Linked DNA regions of Siniperca chuatsi: region 1 is linked to region 2. A link is a contact called in public Hi-C data. All regions are on one chromosome and are shown on one strand. Each heading gives the region's core, a stretch centred on a gene start, on an enhancer-like site or on the middle of the called end of the contact. The rest is flanking DNA. Distances are from core to core; before and after follow the strand shown.

Region 1 (5,559 bases), core at 2,175-4,674, 50 kb before region 2:
CTCACATGGGGCTCAAGACAGACTCTTATCAACAGGTGATCAGTGATATTTTGGGGTCTACAAAAAAGCCACATTGAAAAACTTTTTGGAGTCAGTGCCATACCTTTTCTCACAATATCAGTCACAGTGGACAGGTACTCATGAGCATCTTGTTCACTGGAGATCTGCAGGCACTCGTCGCCGTTCAGGGGCACCAGCTCCAGCAGTGGGGTCAGACTCTCCACCCCACACAGCAGCACCACCACATGAGCTGCGGGACTCAATACGCGGGCCAGGAAGAAGCGCCGCATCTGGCACAGACCCTCCAGCATGCCCTTGGAAAGGATCAGGAGCTTGCAGGTGTACTGGGCCAGCCTGAGGAAGTCGTCCCGCCGGCTGGACACTGTGGCAATGTCGTAGCAGCAGATCCCAGCCTCTAAGATTGGACCAGTGAAGACTGAACGCAGGTAGGTGGCCCATTGCTCTGCCTCGGTCTCATAGATGATTAACAGCTCCTCAGCTACAAGAAAAAGGCATATTTTGTTCAAAAATGTGAAAAAAATTCACACACATTTATGTGACTTCAGTAATTAGTATTCTATGGAAAAAACATCATATTGCCCTTACCTTAATCACGTATTTATAGCAAACTGTTCTACAACTGACCCATATAGTGGAAAAATACTTTAGCTGTCACTCTCAGTGTAGGATAGTAAAATGTAACTGTTTGTAGAGGATGCAGTAAAATGGTTTAACTGTCATTGCAAATCTTGCTGTTGATGTTGTTTTGACATTGACATGTACAAAACAAATTTCACTCAGCAAGACGTATATATTAAAGCAATTAATCGTTTTCATTAGCCCAGTAAAAATAATCTATGTAATAATGTATTAATGAATAAATAATGCAATGGGACAGCTTACCTGTCTGGCTCATAGCTACAGTGCTGTTTGTCTGCAGGTCTCACTTCACAGTGACATGCAAAACAGCGCTGCTATTGTCAGGAGGAGCTCAGATAAGAGGGAGTTTCCTGCTACACCGAAGTGAACAAAAAAATTTGACTTTTTTTTTTTTAATTGAACATAAAGCTTGTTCTCTGCTCTGGTGACAAGAAACAAGCTTGAATGTGAGGTTTTGTTTTTCAAAAAACTTTACTAAAGCACTAGTTCAATGGCAGCAATTCCAAATATTTTAGTCGGTGGAATTACTTACTGTACTTCATAAGAGTTTAATGTGGTGGAAAATTCCCAAAACTGATTATGTGATTTGGACATCAAAAGTTTGTCATCCAAGTTTAGTTTTGCTGTCAACATGTTGTTGGTACTGGCACTACCAAACCTGGTACACAAAATGGGTAGTTATAAATGTGTAGTCATAAAATATGAAGTCATAAAAAGCAAATGTCTCTATAATATTTATTCTTTGAAGAGGGTGGCACAGGAAGATGAAAAAGATCACTGCGTGTATAATTATGACGCTTTTCAGTATGAAAAATGAACTTTGGGTGGAGAATTTTTGAGTGATTCCTTATTTTCTCATTATATAACGTCATATTTTTATGGAATAAAAACTACCAAAGCTACAGTGGAAGAAAAATGCATACAAAATAACAAATAATGACAAATCATAGTTTACTATTTTATGAGTAGGTCTAAATGTGAGCAAAAAGCAGCAAATAATAAACACAGAGGTCACTGTCAAGCAGACAACAGGTGATCAGTTGAATTAAGTCTGCAAGGCCATGGGTGCAAAGCAGAGCACTAGAACCTGAGGCGTGTTAACACTAATGATATGGTGTGAATGTCTCCACTACAGAAATAAAAAGGCTGTGGGATGTTCTGACCTACTACGCACACACACACAGTCCCTCATTGAGAGAAATATAAAACTCAGGGCTTCATTAACTGCCTCCACCTGCCAAACAACTGACTCATACCACACCAGTGTCTCACTAATAGCAGTTTGCCACCATTTATTTCCTTTGAGCAGCAGTGGGGTCACTGAAATGCACAACTGTTGAGAAAATGAGCAGGTGAAAGGTGAAGTCTCCTTCATGCAAATCGCCGCTGCTGTGTACCTCGTGACTCACCGATAACAGATCATTTTGTTCCCATGCATGCAGAGCCACACACTTTCACTCACTCACATGACTACTCTGATTTAACCACAAAGACAGAACATGAAATCCTCCTCTGGATCTGTAATGAGTTCAGCTGAGCAAAACCTCTATAAACCTCTACAGCAGACAATAAAGCTATCAAAGCATGCCACTACTCCATAGCTAGTGACATGGAGACAAATAAAATGTCAGGTAAACCATGACCTCAATGAAATATCCATAATGTTATCACCAGTGTAAACAAACATGGGATCATTAAAATCAAAGTGGTTTATCTTCATGGGAGCATGGATATTTTCTGCAAACATTATGGTCCATTAGACTGTGAAATATCTTGTGTGCAATGTATATTTTCTCCTGAGAGTGGCACTAGAAGAAAGGTATTGAAGAATCCAAAACAGAAAGATCACTGGGTCACTAAAACTATCAGGATTCATCCTCAGGAAACTATGAAAATTCAGTTTGTGATATCTTTCTGTTCTTATTGTCAGCACCTTGAATCTACCTCTGTGTATGAAACGTGCTTTATAAATAAAACTGCCTTACCTTGCCTATTGTTGTTGACTAAAAAATGGGCAGAAAAGAAAATTATACATTTGAGATTATTGGCCCTGATATATTGAAGCCCATTTTGGCCAGTAAAAGAAAAAAAAAGATGAAAAGTTAGTCATGAGGAAAATAATTATGCTCATGGTAAGTCAAATTTTAAAATTACTGTATTATAATTTGGACTTTTTATGTGATCATTTTTGCTCACTATCTCGTAATTTTTAATTTCATAATTTTTTTCTTAGAGTTTTATCTCATAATATTAGAATTACTACCTCGTAATTTTGACTGTTTATCTAATAAGCTTGACTTCAAGACTTTTCACTTCCTTGGTTTTTAGAACATCTCTTCAAAGAACTGCAGTTGAAAATGAGCCATGTACAGAAATGTCAGTCTTAAGAAATGAAATTAAGACTAACCATGAGAATTTGTATCTTTTGTTTTATTTTTAACTTTTCATCTTTCTGGTGGAAATAGGCTTCCATAGTGAGAAAGTATTTCCCGGATCCAAATATATTTTCAATCAAAGCCAAACATGTATGGATGGATCATTTTTTGTGCTAAACTGTGAACATATCTTGGGTAAAAAGTTTACTTTTTACTTTTGAACTGTTCATTCATGTATTTATTGTGCATACCCGGCGACAAATGTATTATAACTTTATTATAAGTTATTCATACCAGTCCAGATTGACACAGAAGCAGCCCTTCTAAAATACAAGTGAGTGTGCAGCCTGCCGCTCTCCACCAATAGGTGGAGTCGGTGGGAGCTGGGGGCGGGTCCTGTGGGTTAGCATGTTTGACTGCACACTGCGCTCAGACAACTTGACACAGAGTAACAGTAAATCAGACAGAGCAGCTCCTACAGCACCAGCAGTGAAATTGTAACCCTGTTGCAAGTATTTTTGGCCGCTGATAGGACCGAGTGAGATCACTGCGGTCTCTTTTCTCGGGTAGACTCAAGAGTTGTTCGGCAAGAGCAACGCAGGGGCCGTTTTCAGTCTCATTTCTGCTATATCTAAATATTATATCACACTGGAAATGTCCGAAAACAAGCCGAATGATGAACCGAAGTTATCTACGACGGACAGGGTGGTGAAATGTAAGTGTAATTTTTCATGCCACACTGGAACGAGACGCTACCGCAGCTCTCCCTCTGACCAGCAGAAAGCAGACTTGAAGAATTCACGGTCGTCGCAACAGCAGCAGCAAATTTAGTCGAAAATTGTTTGCTGGCTATGGAGGAAGAAGGGTGTTAGCCGAGCTGTGGCAGCAGCAGTAAACTAGGAAGTGAGGTTAACTCCAGTTTGTAGACCAGAGCAAGAATTTCTCTAGAAATGTGTCACATTTCGTGATATAGGCGCTTGTCTGCAAATGCACTGTTTTCATTAGCAACGAATACAGCCAGCAGTGTCACAGATGCATGATCTTTTGATTCATATACACAGTGCACAGTTTTACACTATGCATGCAGATATTGCACAACCATTGCATTCAACCCAAGGGCGATTTCCCCTCATTTTGCATGCATCACCAAGCATAGTTTTACCAAGGCTGCTTTTTATAACCATTGCATAATACTACTTGATGTCGCCTGTGTTTTGTAATCTCACATTTGGGGGTGTTCATCGTGTGCTTGTAGTGCTCATGCCATATGGGGAGGTTCTTCCTGCCTTCTGTGTTAACAGGTCTGACATTCCACCTTTGCAGTCTACCATAAGAATGCAGTAGATATCATAATCGAGTCAACCTACCCCTTGAACACGGAGTAGGAGCAATGTAGCCTGCCCGGTTTCATGTCAGTTGACATTTTAGGTTGACTTGAAGGCAGTAGGCTACTCCACTTAAGTTGCAGTATTAAAGCCTATTCCTGCTTTAAAATATGAGCACTTTATGTCACTCTAAGTGAAATTTCTCATGTTGGAAGACAAAGTCAAAGCCTTTCCTCAGAAGCAAGATGACAGAATGTGTTTATTTGTGCTGGCTGGTTTTGATCCAGCACTATTTGCAACCATTATCCTCTCCAGCTCCAGTACATCACAACAGGCATGTGCAGCGATCACAGTGTGCACAAGCACAGGAGGGGAATTGTTGAGTAATTTTATTCAGGCTTAGTTGCTAGGGTTCAACCGCTTGAAATGATTAGATCATCGGTGACCATTAAACGTTAAGAAAGGCAATGCTACAGTGTTCAAAAGGCCATGACTGGAATCACTGACTATACACTATATTAAAGGTAAGCCTGAGCTCTGGCTCGCTAAGCTCTATCACAAATATAGTTCCACTTCGTTGCTTTCTTAGGCTTAGCTCGTGCCATTTGAAACAGGGGGTGGGGAAAGTTTAACAAAACGATAACTGCAACTATTTTTATTCTGTTGCAAGTACAGAGCTAAACACTTGTGTTATGGCTACATTTTGCTTAGAAAAATTGGGCTGAGTGTTAAAAGAGAGTCACACCATGTCTTGGGTGCTTTTGTAATTAATATTTCAAGAGATCATCCCCCTACAGTCTCCACCAACTTGAAGGGCAATGAAAAATAGATATGACAAGTACGTTTCGATGAGATTTAACAGTATCAGTGGGAGATGTGGCAGGTCATGTTATATGGATCTGAAGCTACTTTTTTCCCTTCGTCACACTGAGGAGATGCCATCGTATTGCACGCCTCAATACTGTATTTTTTGTACATCCCTCGTCTACTTAGTGAAGGTCTGCAATGGTGTTAATCAGGTTAAAATGTATTGATTAGTCATTAGAGAGGCCGTCAGGGAATGAGAGCCCAGTTTCAACCTGATGTTGAGATCAGCAAAGTAATTTAACTCATTATTCATTCATCAAGTTTCAAGAAGTCAGTGTTTTGGTAATGCATCAGTATTATGACAACACAGACGCTGGCTGTGTACAAAGCAC
Region 2 (6,318 bases), core at 484-2,983:
GGTCACATGGGACACCTAGCCATGTCTCAGATGAGGTTGCTGCCCCAAGCCACCTTAGACCGCACGTAATAATGTTATTGAGTTTCATCTATGTTTTCTTTGCAATTGGTACCTTTTTTTTTTAAATCTCTGTAAATAGTTGCTGCAAGGTGTGCTGCAGCAAATAAATCATCTGAGTTAGTACTTTGTTTACGCTCTATTCCATTCCAAGTATCCAAACCACCAAACACAACACAGACGTTCGCTGGGCGATCAGAGTAGTTGTTTGAATGCTGAGTTTGTTCAGTGTGATGACTACTTAAGGGCATGTTTCACCTGTAACACAGGGATTTACTCTCCTGAGGCTATGCAGCATTGCCCCCCTTGCTGATGCATCAGCTTACAAGACAAACACACAGCCATAGTGAAAACAAGAGGTCATAAAAACTGTCGCTGCTAATCATATCCCGAGGGTGGTTCACCAATGATTAATCCATGAATGTTATGTTGTAATGTTCTAATGCTTACATCTTCTTTGAACGTTTTACCAGATATCGCATGTACAGAAAGAGTCAGACCACTGGCTTCCCATCCCTTATCACCATCTTCTCAGCACCCAACTACCTAGATGTCTACAACAACAAAGGTAAGGAGAAGGAATATATCATTATCAATCTTCAGTGGCTTAAAACATGAATATCAGTGTCATATTCATGAGTTGCCACAGGGCGACATCACATTTACAGACAGGTGGTTCTGGGTTGGAGAATTGCTGTTGCTCTCAGATTTGTGCAAGATTTAATGACAGCATTGGGACATTCCCAAATGCTTTTCTCATGTCATTTTGAAGCTCATATATAATTAATAACATTTTGAATGGCTTCATTCCATTTAAGAGTTGCAATGGACAAGTAGCATACAGTTGGGTTGCGGGGAGTTTGTATTTGGGGAATTGTTAACTAGGATTTTATATTTGGGGGATTATGAGAGTTTTAGGACTCTGGAAACCGGCAAACTAAAAAAATAAGCTGAAAGTGACTGAAAACTGCACAGAGCTGCAGACTGGAGTGTTGATTCTGAGTGAGACTGGTAGAACTAGCAACCTGTTTAAATTACAGGAGACCTTTTTTTAGTGTCATTATCAAAAATATTGCTTAACGGAGCTTTAAATGGCCCTTAAAATCTTGTCTTTTATTTGAGGATACACAGCATTCTAGCATTTGGCTAAAACACCACGCCACAGGACAACAGTTGAAAATTTACAGGGATGGTGATAAATGTGCATTGCCCCTATAAAAATAAATAAATACATTCTTTTATTGCTATCCTGTACAGTAATAAACAGTTAATAATAATGCTATTTATTTCCACTTTGAGGATATATATATTAATCTGATATGGAATTAAAAAGGTCTTCAGGAGTCTTAAATTTCACCAGAGAACCATTCTACCCCTTATCAATAGTACACAAATTTTTGTTGAAGTATTGTACTTGTTCAATTACAAAAATCTCTGACATTGATTTTGGTCAGGTCAAATCAGGGACGAAGCTGGTGTGAAGCGAAATGGCTCGGTGCCGTTTCTCTTGGCACCCAGTGGCGCCCTATGCGGTGCTACGGTGCCCACGCAGCAAGATAGGCTTGCCTTTGTGCTGTGAGTCAGCACTTTTCCCCGGAGAACAGACAGTATCTGCCTTGGCTGTGGGGTCATGTTTGGAATGGGGGCGGCAGTGGGCAAACCACAGGAAATGGAAATGGGAAGGAAAGAGCGATGGTGCTGGTGCATGCTATTTTGTAATTCCTCTCCTACTGCAGTGCTGCTGGTGTGAGTATATTACACAAGGGAGCGAGGGCTGTCCTTTTTTTGTTTTCTTTTGGCCCATTTGCAGGTGTTTCTTTGATCTGAGATAAGGTTGCATTTGTTTACTCTTTTCCCCATGAGCTGCATCCATGCTTCCTGCACAATAAGGATAGTCAAGAAACAGCGGGCAGTTTGCCTGTCTGGCTCGTTGTTTATTATTAGGACCCCATTTGTTCCATGCCAACTAATCTTCCAAGGGCTCACAGTCAGCACAACACAATATAAACAAACAAACAAACAAAGTGATGTTAGGCACATGTCGTTTTTAGTTTTGGCAACCAATTGCCTGGCAAATCATTTGCACCTCTCGAGCTCAATATGGAACAGTCAAAGAATATAAATGATTTGGTCTGCACCCTGGTCTTAGCTGCAACTGGCTGACCTTCAGTTGATAAAATGCCTCCCAGAGCAAGAGTGGTTATCAGAAAGAAAAAGATTACTCAGTGTTTATTTTTCAAACTGACTTCATTTAGGCACACAGATACATCTTACCTAGAAGGACTACACGTTCTTTATTTCTCATCATTCACTGTCTGCTTGAAAATGAGGCAGTCTTTTTTTTTTTTTTTTTTTTTTTGGCTAAATCTGTTGTAAGATAGATCTTTGGCTTAAAATCCAAATATAATAGCAGAGAAAGAGAGCAATTCCCAATCAAATAAACATCCGTCAAGCTAAAGGTCTGTCCAGAGATTTTATGTTAAAGCTCTTAAAACTTCACAGGTTGTGGTTATGTAATTACATGGTTCCCAATTTACTTTATCAATCATTTACTTGACTCTGCTTGATACACCCCGCTCCCAACCACACACACACACACACACACACACAGTTACACAATTCCATGGAACAGGCACAGCCAACCAATACAGTCCTATCAGTCCTGTTGATGCTCTTCTAATCAGTCATGTGGGTGGGGTTCACTGGTAGAACCAAAGCCTCTGTAATGAATTGGTCTGCTGTTAGCTTCTTGCCGGAGCTCGGAGCCCACTGAGTATGTCCGGTGATTGATGGCCAATCGAGTGGGAACATAAATCTTAAAGGGGAGGGAGGAGGCATCAGCAAGTCCCATCAATATTGTGCTGGGAGTGGGCCAGATTAACCAATAAGACCTCATCGGGGGTTGCACCTCAAACAGGCAAGGGAGAACTCCTCCACCAGAAGTTAATTTAACTTGCAGCTGAGTCAGGTTAATCAACACATAAATGTTGCTCAGGATGCGATTCTATAAAGAAATCGGGCTTCAAGATGTCACCTATCCCTCCTTTTTCTTTCAAGTCAGACTGTTGGCTCTGCAGTAAGTGTCAGGCGCTGGCCAGCTGTCCATCACAGCTCCGACCCCTGTACCCCTGAGCTGGCAGGGGAGCTGTGTTAAATGAAAACACAGCAGCAGTGATTTAGCAGTTTTCACTGTTAGAGCTTTCACTGTTTGAGTCGGGAAGTGACTGCAGTGGAGAGCAGAGAGATCGAGAGGAGGGTGGTGTAGTTGGCAGTTATACACTTTGGAGATTGCTTGCGGTTTTGTATCGGAATGTATGGAATGTTTTCTGCTGCATCATTATTGACTGGTCCCGAAAGCCAGCAACTGAATCCTAATGGTAATGGTGCTTGGGTGGAGTAAAAGCTCAATAACAGCGATGCTGCCACACCTCTCACACCTGTTGAACATTATATAACCAAATTAATGTTGTTCCTCTTGTGTTCCTCTTATTGTTTGATGATGAGGTGGAAACAGGAATGGACTGATGGAGCGGAAACTACGGCCATGTGCTGATTGGTAGGTAGTAGAGATGGGTCATTTGAAGAAAAAAGAAATTGAGTGGCATGATTGGCTCCTGGCCCTGCCACTGGAATAAATAGCAGGATGGAAGCTAGGGCAGTGATGACACCAGCGCAGCAGGGAATTAATTTTTCCCCCTCGTCACGAGTGCCAGCAAGAAGAGTATCCCTGGCTGCAGATGCCCACCCATCTGTTATCACTCTGGTCATTACTGGGCTTCCCTTCAGTTTTCTGTAAACATGGTTCAGTTACAAAACTTTTCATCCCGCATCAAACAATAAAAATGAATAACGTAATGTTATGCAGGACAGGCTCTTCTTGTTCCATACCAACTGGGATTTAAACCTCATAACATTATATTATGTGTTCGGTTATGGGTCATTGGTGAGAGAGTGCAATTGTAGGGTTGGGTATTGTTGAGATTTTATCAATTCTGATTCCAATTTTGCTTATTGATGAGAATCATGGTTCCCCTTCTCATCATATTTTTGAGAAAGGAAACTTACCAAAATACTTAATATTGAGCTATATCCATGACAAATGAGCAAGTTCTGTCCACCAAAGAATACCATGAGATGTGTTTGAAAAGAAATAGATTTCTATTTTCAAAACAAAATATTTTGAAATAAAAAGCTTCCTTCATCCACTGAACGAAGTACGTGAGATGCATTTCCTGGAGCTTTCAATTGCATGTAAGTGGACCTTGAGTTAAGAATTATTTTTTTTTTTCCCACACCAAATATTTGAAATGAAAAACCACCTCCATCCACTGAGGAAGACCGGGGGATGTGGTTGGAAGCTCCACAAAAAGATAGTAAGTGGACCTTGAGTTAAGATGTTTTTTTCAAACCATAATAATTTGAAATCGAAAGCAACCTTCTAGATATTTTGTTTCCACACCAAAATATTTGAAATCAAAAACCACCTTCATCCACTGAGGAAGACCATGAGATGTGGTTGGAAGCTCCAGAAAAATCTAGTAAGTATACCTTCAGTTAAGATCTTTTTACTTTCAAACCAAAATAATTTGAAATAAAAATCCACCTCCATCCACTGAGAAAAACTGTGGGATGTGGTTGAAAGCTTCAGAAAAAAAGCTAGTAAGTAGAACTTGAGTTAAAATTTGAAATCAAAAACTACCTGTTGTCAGCTAATTTAGGCTGCCATTTGTAATACATGACAAAGTATTTTGTCCCAACCTTATCCTTGTGTGAACATGGTAGACATTAATGATGGGAGTTACAGTTTCTGGGTTTCTGTGCTACTGCAAATGGTCTCATTAATTTATTAACGGAAAATGAATGAGAAACCATTTATGCAATGTTCAACTGTACATGGACTACATTCAGTCCCTACCATCCACATGTCAGTAGAGCACTGAATGTAATGGGCCAAGAAGGTCTGAACAGTTGGCATGGAATGCTAATCCAGTGGAACTTGATACAAGAGGCCTTAGAGACAGATATGCAGTCAGCATTAAGCGTCAGGAAAGGACAGTGGGAATCTCCCACTGATCTCAAAGCAGATTTAACAGTCCTCGTTACCGGGGAAACCGGCTGAAGGCACTCCCTTATGAATAATTAATAAGCGGGCGTCGCCTCACAATATCTGTGTTACCGTGGCAGCAGCCTTGGCCTCAGCTACCCTGTTAACCACCACCAGAGCAGCAGAGACATCTAGTGGCTGTCATGCAGTGGTAAATTTAGCAGTGGAGTTAAACAGAACTCACAGCTGGTCACCACAAGAGCAGTGCCCTCCTTCTGTATGAGAAATAACTTTGCATATAATTGTGCATTTGTACTTATGCGTGTTCTGATAATAGGGAAGCAAAGTGCTGCTACTGTCACCCTTATCTGCATGTTTAATGAAATACCCCCAAAAAATAAAGTGGCCTTGACCTGCTCGTACCCAGAGCTCGAAGAACATGTTTTGTTTTGCACGGGGGAGGTTGTCGGGTGCCTCTGTTCCTTTAAAGGGAATTCGATTTGAAGGAGCGACGGCAGGGGAGCTGACCTTATCCCCACTCTGCCTTTTTCCCTCTGGGCTTCCATGGCTGCATTCAATCAAGTGCCTCGACCATGTTTATGCAGTATGTGATGTTTATGCAACGTCTGCCCACGCGTGCGACTGCTTTCATGCACGCCGACGCACACGCATAAACACCCACAGCCAGTCTTAGTGGAGTGCGTCAGAGTAATACAATGCTTTTCTTATTGGACTAGGTAGTTTTGCTGATATTGATAATAAACACTAATTATACAGTATATGGATGTTCCCCTGCAGGAGATTTTTCTGTTTGTGTTGGAGGATGTGTGTGTGTTCATTTGTGCAGCCTGGGATAAAGAGGTAACAGCAGTGGAATGTAATGCTTTGCAATACTTAAGGGACCACTTTGATTGCATAGTTACTGCACTATATGCATTACCATGCCTCATTGATTCCACATACACACACGCACACAGAGGCAAACCCCAGCCTAGCAGGATGTTTTCTGACCCGATCTGAGTTGCAACTGAGGTTATAGCTGCTTGGGATGCCAGGTTTGATGACTTGCTATTCCCGACCCGAGAAAGGCAGAGGCAGGAAAGTCCCCCATGGTGACCCACCCATGGTGTCCGCTTTCCCCAGATCTGGGCCACCAGACTGGCCTAATGTATAAGAGAGGCTGGGTCCTCTATATACAGCAAGGATATATTTATGAT

What was found. A called contact is a pair of places that touch in the nucleus more often than the background predicts.
Region 1: a contact with region 2 is called in a Hi-C map of liver, with 2.3 times the contacts expected there. The contact joins the promoter of LOC122869868 here to the enhancer-like site in region 2. A contact is called at or near these places in 2 of 3 Hi-C or Micro-C datasets (liver and an unstated tissue).

What each region holds. Positions count from the first base shown.
Region 1 is chrLG22:9,254,134-9,259,692 of ASM2008510v1, reverse strand. It overlaps LOC122869868 (serine/threonine-protein phosphatase 2B catalytic subunit alpha isoform), which reads left to right and starts at 3,424. Exons shown (of 15, transcript XM_044183223.1): 1 at 3,424-3,750. The coding sequence starts at 3,690. It overlaps LOC122869867 (B-cell scaffold protein with ankyrin repeats-like), which reads right to left and starts at 935. Exons shown (of 16, transcript XM_044183219.1): 1 at 904-935; 2 at 104-499. The coding sequence starts at 916.
Region 2 is chrLG22:9,201,641-9,207,958 of ASM2008510v1, reverse strand. It overlaps LOC122869868 (serine/threonine-protein phosphatase 2B catalytic subunit alpha isoform), which reads left to right. Exons shown (of 15, transcript XM_044183223.1): 8 at 531-625. Among protein-coding and RNA genes, the nearest start is that of LOC122869869, 20 kb to the right of the region's middle. Within about 2 kb of position 1,733, the one cell type or tissue checked has an H3K27ac peak away from gene starts, as active enhancers do. A contact at or near this core is called in liver, where this site is marked.